Linked DNA regions of Zea mays: region 2 is linked to region 1. Evidence: chromatin contacts called from public Hi-C data. All regions are on one chromosome and are shown on one strand. The core of a region is the stretch at or near the end of the contact, and the rest is flanking DNA. Distances in the headings are between cores, read along the strand shown.

What was found. Hi-C and Micro-C count contacts between places; a contact is called where the count stands out from the background.
Region 2: a Hi-C map of tassel shows a contact between it and region 1, with 4 times the contacts expected there. The contact joins the promoter of LOC100286142 here to the promoter of LOC100273789 in region 1. A contact is called at or near these places in 7 of 25 Hi-C or Micro-C datasets (ear, leaf, leaf mesophyll and 3 more).

Annotation. Positions count from the first base shown.
Region 1 is chr3:150,926,324-150,930,259 of Zm-B73-REFERENCE-NAM-5.0, reverse strand. It overlaps LOC100273789 (Villin-2), which reads left to right and starts at 1,933. Exons shown (of 24, transcript NM_001360444.1): 1 at 1,933-2,247.
Region 2 is chr3:151,300,166-151,304,101 of Zm-B73-REFERENCE-NAM-5.0, reverse strand. It overlaps LOC100286142 (pyridoxal phosphate enzyme), which reads right to left and starts at 2,016. Exons shown (of 7, transcript NM_001159030.2): 1 at 1,707-2,016; 2 at 1,523-1,589; 3 at 1,090-1,136; 4 at 833-920; 5 at 362-495; 6 at 170-268; 7 at 1-74. The coding sequence starts at 1,928. It overlaps LOC100381986 (WD repeat-containing protein 33), which reads right to left. Exons shown (of 18, transcript NM_001174756.1): 17 at 3,838-3,936; 18 at 2,691-3,113. The coding sequence ends at 3,039.

The DNA.
Region 1 (3,936 bases), core at 684-3,183:
TGCTTCACCCACTTGGCGGATCCGGAGGGGGTGTAGGATAGCGCGGGGAGGTCGGTGAGGACGAGCACCGTGCCGGCGGGGCCGGCGAGGGCGGTGCCGTGGCGTGCCCAGGCGGATCCGAGCTAGGGCAAGAGGGCCGTGTCGACAACCTCGACCTCAAGAACGCCGGCCTGGCGGGGACGCTCTCGCCGTCGCTCCCCTCGCTCGCGGCGCTGCGCGACCTCAGCCTCCAGGGGAACAACCTCTATGGCGCGCTCCCGTCCCTCCGGCGGCGAAAATGGCGGATGCAAAAATCCTGGCGTTCGCGGGCGGGCGGGCGGACGGGGTAGGGAGACGGGGGCAGTTTACACTTCTCTCTTAATAGTTAGTAGAGATATTCAGCGGCATCGGCATGGCGTTGTTTCTGACGTCTCTTGGTTGGTTTGTCTGTCAGTAAATTAATTTAAATTCAAGCGTGGGAGACTAACCCTTTTTATTGTGAGATTTTTTTCTTTCAATTTTTCTACGACCCTCCGTTCTAAATTATTATTAGTTGTTTCAAAGATAGTTTTTATCATGTACCTAAAAATATACCGTGCTATATCTCGCAGGAAACTAGATATCCGGCCAAAATGAAGTGTAATTTGGAATGGGAAGGAGTATAATCCGCCGCATGCGTTGACTTTGTTGAGCACGTCCAAACTCCAAACACGCATCGGGTCGGTGATGGTGAACGAAATTTGAAAAGGCAAGCAAAGGCCCCCTGCCAGTGGCGGAGCTCTATAAAATTAATGTCCCGGGCCACTCTATAAAACTTGAAGGTTAATTTAGACATTCCCTAATATATTATACGGCTAAATATACCGCTAAAAAAAATATACCACAAACATAGACTAAAATAGTATTTACTTCAAATCATCATCTAAAAATACAATAAACTTGATAAAAAAACATAAAGGTACCTAATTAGAGACGATTTGGTCCTTCCCCGCATCTAATAACTTCATCAACATTAGCACGTGAATTTAAACCTACACATTACAAGTTAAATATTTGTATAAAATGAGAGATACAACATGACAATATCAATCTACCATCACATAAACATTTAACAATCTAGTATTTAGCTCGTTGTTTACTAATAAAAAAAAAGAAGCTAAGGAAATGAGAAGCGCTTACCGTTAGTAGGACTGGTTGGCGGCTGGCCGAGTCACGAGTGGGCACTGGCCGTCTGGCTGAGTGTTACTTCACGGAATTATCGCATAGCCGCATGGGAATATCCGAATATGCACCGAACGCCTGCTGCCTTGCTTCCTACTGGTTGGACGCGCGGCGCACCGCGCACGCCGCACGGGACCTGGACGTGGGACGCCTGGCTCACTGGCTGGATGGCTGGCTGGACCGGACCTGGCTACTTGCCGCTGCCGCGTGCGGACGACGGCCGACCGGACGGGGAGACACCGAGCGCGGACGACGCACGGGCAGGGCGGCAGCCGGCACGGACGCAGAACACTGTAGGGCGACGGCCGATGGCGAACGGCGGACCACGGAGGCGTCAGGCGCGGACCAAACTCCACTCATCCACCAGTCGCGCCGACAGCCGCACGGATGTGCAGTTAGCGCATCGGCTAGCAGACCTTTGTGTTTGGCCCGTTAGGGTTTATTTTAGGCCAAAATCTCTAATACGTACTATATATATAAAATTGTTTTGGGCTATGACCCGGGCCACGGCCCAGGTGGCCCGGGTCTGATATCCGCCCCTGCCCCCTGCCGCCCTGGTCGGTCGGTGCCGGTGGTCCGTCGGCCGTACGTATCCTGTTACAGTAGTACGTGGCACGTAGACGAGCCGAGCCAGCTGACCCAGCCAGCAGTGCCGCCCCCGTGGCCCCTTCCATCATTCATCGCCTCCTCCGCTGCCCCTTATTTACGCTGGCCACTCTGTTCCAGGTGGCTCCTCCTCCCTCTCTCCCCCGTGTCCGTCCGCCCTCCGCCTGTGGCCTCGCCTCCCCGCATTCCGCTCGCCCCTCCCTGATACGGTGATACCGCGATCAGCGGGGCGCCCCGCGCCCGCCTCTTCTCTCTCTCTCGCGCGCGCGAGAGTAGCAGATCCGGCGATTCGCATTCCGCTCGCCCCTCCCTGATACGGTGATACCGCGATCGGCGGGGCGCCCGCGCCCGCCTCTTCTCTCTCTCGCGCGCGAGAGCAGCAGATCCGGCGATCCGCAGGCCCTCCGCCGGCGCCCCGCCTGCCCGACGATCTAGATCCAGGTATTTGGTATGTTCTCTCTCCCTCCTTCTCATCTCAATTGCGCAGCTCCCGCAGGTGTCCTCGCGGTGATAGATCCGTCCGTCCGCCCGCTCCGCGGTCTGGCTGTGTTTCTCCTTTCGCTGGTTAGTTCGTTGGCATAGCTCCCGCGGACGAATTGCTTCTCCAGACGACTCGTTTGTTTCCTGTGAGCGCCGGAATGAAATCCAATCCAATCCGTTCTGGATTCACCCATTTTGCTGCCGATTTGTTTACCGCCCGGTGGAATGCTGCGACCGCTTTGGCACTCTCCATTTTTGTTCTGGAGTCTCTTAATCTCAAGCTCAACACAACCATAAGCTGTCCGTCGTGTCTTCGTTGCTGGAAGACAATTCTCATGATTGGGCTGCCGCGAGCACCCAGTTTGCGTGTTAAGCATCAACATCTGACTGTGGCAATTACCGTGAGCAATGAGGACTGGGCGTAGCACAGTTGGTTCGTTCGCCGGGTGTGCGAGCGGCCGGGCGTGGGTTCAATCCCCAGGATTGACACTCCATGCCTCACGTTGGGGTTTTTCCTGGTAGGGTTTACACACGCGAGCGCTGTGCGCGTTCAATGGTACTGCATGTTTCCCGTGCACTAGAGGTCTAGACTTCTCAGTCCCTTTCTAATGTGTGTATTGGACGCACGAGTGTCTGTGGTGTGAGTTTGCGGCGTCCTTGTACTAGGGATTACATTTTCGTTTTGGGGTTTCCGAAATCCGTTTTGTTGACCAAAGTTTGACTTTTATATTTTCAAATTTGAAACCTAAATACATAAAAAACTGGACCGAAATTTGTATCTCGGAACACATTGAAATCGGGAAATTTTATCGGATTTTGGTGTTTCCCGAGCGAGATTTTAGTCTCTGCCTTGTACCCTATCAAAAAAATACCTTGAACAATTCATGTCTCTATCATAGGTAGGGAAAACACTGTCCTGCACACCTTGTTGCTGCTCTAGCGTGATATTTGTTTTCTCAAGGCTAGTGGAAGGCAGGCAAGGCGCCAAAGCCAAGAGTGACACAAGCCCCAGTGTTGATATCCGGGCAGACAATTAGGCCTGGGCAAAATAAATCGAAATTGAAGAACTGAACCGAATTAACCATTAGAAATTTTGGTTCCATGTTTCAGAAAATCGAAATAACCGAGGTAATTTCGGTTCTAGACCTTAGAAAACCGAATTAACAAAAAAACCGAAATATAATAGAAGCCTAATAGACCAATAAAATTTTAGGCATATCTCAATATAGCCTTCCCAAATCCTAAGTATATAAGCACACAACCCCTCCAAATCAATCCTTCCCCAACCCCAATCCTCCATCCGGTCCTATACACACTTTTGCTAAACTCTAAAATTGTGTTCTTTTTTTTTTGCTAAACTTCGGTCTATTTGGTTAGATTCGAAACTGAATTTTTCGGTTCTAGTTTTTTTGGGAATCGAATCTTCTGAAAAACTGAGAAACCGAACTGAACGGAACCGAAGAACCAGGCCTAGCAGGCATATAGCACAAGTTATGAACATGGTGACAAGAACTCCACGGACGATGAATGCTGCTTTTTGGAGGAATTTTTTTCGGGGGAAGGGGAGGCAACACTACCAAGATAGCACATAGTGCTTCTTATATAGAGCCATAGAAGAATAAGTTGGGATTTTCTTACACCTGGTCTGTT
Region 2 (3,936 bases), core at 767-3,266, 370 kb before region 1:
TGCCTTTTGTTTGGATACTCCCTTGGTCCAAAAATGGTTGATCCAATCCTCACATTCGTGCTGCCCATCTCAATCTGCATAAAGTTAACATTAGTTGATGGAACTCCAGGATTGTGTAGTCTTGTTTCAGCATTCCTATGCAAAGAATGAGAATGATTATATTACAAACCGCTTGCTCAAAGTCACCAGACATTCCCATGGAGAGTTCAAACTGTTCTGTTGGTATGTCAAGGGCCTTGCAAACTTCAAGCTTACAATTAACCAATGCCTGTATTCAAAGCACTCAAAACAACAGGTTATGAAAGCCAACGCAAAATGCTCGTTGTTGTTTGCGACGAAGTAAGACTGGATAAGCACCCACCTTAAAATTTTCTGGTGTTGACGAGTAGTCTTTCATACCTATTGTCATCAGACCTGAAAATATTAGGTGTGGGCATGCTAGTTTCACATGCTTAGCAAGGTCGACACATTTGGAGGGATCGATTCCAGATTTAGCTGAACAAAAGAAAATGTTTAGTCCATGAACCTGCAGCTGCGTGGTAAGCTAATTATATGAAAGATGAATGTGGACATTGCAGAATGATAATAATTTGAACTTGGTCATAAGTTCGCTTTTACTTTTTATTTTCCAAACTTGTCACTTGTAATTTAAGGTATGCTTCTGAAGTAATAAACTGACTTCTGATATAGCAATTGGTTGCAAAATGAAAGAATATCAATTATAATCTATCAGATCAAGGCAAATGTGGAAACAAATAGCACAAGTGCTTTGTTCGGGAAAATTAATCAAGAGATAAGAGTTCTGATTTCTCAATACTTATTATGCACTCACATTCTTCTCCACTAGTGTTCACTTGAACCAAAACTTTCAAAGGCTGCCTTCCCAAACTGTTGACAGCTCGATCTAGGTGGTTAGCAATCTGAAAGTTGTGGAGTCTATGTTTTAATACAGAAATCCACAATTGCAGGTAACAGATACAAGAACCTGACTAAATAATAACTTAACAAGCATTAAGCTATTAGTCTCCATCTTTTGTACATACATTAGATAAATAATAGAAGGAACAGTACTTGTTGCCGATTGCTTACCTTTTCATTGTCTACGCCCTCAACCATATCAAGATTTGGAACAGCAGCTGAAAAAAAAGGATAGACAAGGCTTAACTGGCATTCTGGCAATACAAACGCGAGACAATGTCAAGAAAAGCACCATGAAAGAATTGTGTTGATAATCTTATTCTTATCATTTTCGGCTTTTCATATACTGTACACTGCTTAGTAACTATATTACTACTAATTGTCATGATGGTGCTAAGCAAGAACAACTTTCCATAACTAACTCTTCATTACAAGGTGACGTAAGTGGCAAACACTAAATAAAAATAACATTTAGAACTTCAATTTCTAACTACTCGTGAACAAACCAGCTTTCCTTTTCTTTTTGAAGGATGCTTATAGCTTTGTTGATGCAGGTTAACTTACTCTTTAACTCCGTATACAATTGAAAAAAATATATGCACACCTAACAGTGGTTTCACTTTGTTGCTCTGCAGGTGCCCGATAAAATGCCACCGGGTATCTTGCGGAAGCTGCAAAACACGGCGAGAGCAAATCGTTCATTTCCCTCCACTCCACCTCCACACGATGGATGCGCTGCAAAGATGCAAAAAGCGAACGAAACAATCGAAATGGAGACCAGACAGCACCTGGGGGGCCTTGGTGACGAACTCCTGCACGTAGTTCTCGCCGAAGCAGCGGTGGCCCGCGTCGTATAGCTGCCGCAGCATCGAAACAGGCTTGGTCTTCCCCACCGCCACAACCCGTACCGCCTCCGCGGCGCACCCCGACCGCTCCGCCGCCATACCCGCCCGCCCCAGCACGGCTCGCAGCGCCGTCGCGGCCACCCCCTCCGCCGCAGTCGCTGCCATCGCCCCACCACCTCTCCTTTCTCCTCCTGTCTTCGATGCTGCTGGTGGTTGTCGCCAGCCCCGCAGCATCACAAGACGAAACGGGCCGGCCTTAGCAGCGCAGCCCAGATCACAAGGGGAGAACCCATTTAAGGAAACTCTGTAAGCCTTGATAGGTGGGCCAAGCTGTGGTAATGCCCATGCGGTTGGATGTGGCTGAGAGCACGACTGAAGACGATGGATGTGGTGTAGGCCACCATGGATGCGTCCGATGCAGCCTTTCAAATGTTTGACCTGTTTTGCACGATAGCACAATGCACCAGCAAATAATGGTGCTGGCGTCAGTTTAACGTAAACTGTGTTTTTTTTAAAAGAAAAAACATCTTGTGCCACAAGATTGCACAATTTTTTGTAAAGAAAAACCATCTCGTGTCACAAGATTGCACATGCGATAGATCTCATATTGTAACACTCCATTCACTTCTGGACCAGCTATACTTACTCATGTCAGTTCTATAGAATCATATATTATTCCCACAAACCAACACATATCTTTTATGTGTACTTTATGTTCACTCATACACACCCAAAAAACTTACCGATCGATCACACGTCCCAAATTGCTCGTCAAGCACCCTTAATTTGAAGATTTTTTCAAGACAGACTTAAAAAAAGAAAATACATCTTGTTGATATGAATACACTATCAATTCTATTAAGCCTTAGGCCAATCAATTCTACTGTCAACCGGGGTCAGGATATCACACGTATTGACTGCCATCGTCTGTCAACAACTCGTAAAGTACACATGCAATAACTGGCACAAGTGAAGTTCACGCTTCTCAAAACTGAGGGAAAGAATTCTCTATGTTCAACATCTAAGCAGCCGGCAAGTAAAGGCACGATTCGAATTACAGTACAAATGAGGCACATGACAGAAGGCCCCCAGTTGTAAACCACAGCACGAGATAGCAAAAATCCTAGCTGCCTGAGCAATAATCGTGAAGAAATCCCTCGTGATTTGCGGGAGTCTAGACACGCTGATATTGCTCGAGATGGATTTACATGCTACAAATTTAGTGTCACGAGAAAGTTTAGGTTCAGTACAATCCTTGTTTTGCTCCAGGGATGGTCACTGTGTTGCCGAGCCTCCTCGAGGCGGCGGGTGCTGTGGCGGTGGCGGTGTAAGGCCAACATTACCCATTCCCTGCAGAAATCAGCAACACCAATGCTTTTCAGTAAATATGGTCAATCTATAGTAATGTGGCTAGGTAATGCAGAAAAGTTTAGTGATGCAGATGACTAAGGTCCGTTTGTTTCCTTCTAGGATTATATAAACTGCCTTATTTTGTATAAATTATACAATCCATGTTATATATTCTAGTTTATATAATCTTATTTATTGAGTAAATATTCACCCAGTTCCAAGGGTTCTAGTTTATATAATCTTATTTATTGAGTAAATATTCACCCAGTTCCAAGGGTAGTGGATAAAAAGCCAAAAAAATCTACAATAAGAACCTAATAACCTGCTTATGGATTATTATGGAAAGAGGGAATCGGTGGTATAGAAAAAGGAACAACAACGCAAATGAGATAGAACAGGAAGAGGTTCAGAGAGACAGGGTGCAAGAACAGAGGATTGAGCTTAGTGCTGAATCTGTGGAGAAGGAACAGTCTGTTAACAACACCGGTGATGGTTTAGCTACGTCTGAGAAGTGAGAAGGATAAGCAACTTGAGAATAAATGATATGCAACTCTTCTATATGTTCAACTCTTCTACGTGTTTGAGAAAGAAAGAAAAAGAGTGCTAAACTTATGTAATTTTGTTGCTTATAAGTAATGAAATTCGGTTCGTACAGGTTGGGGAAAAAATACCCTCTAGGCTCTAGGTATGTATTTCAAAATAAAAATGCAATAACAAGTCTTACCTGGTAAGAGCTTAGACCAGGAATGGATGTCATTTGCCCTTGTGGAGCCATTTGTCCCTGAGGCCGATTATACATGCCACCCATAGGAAAATTTTGTAC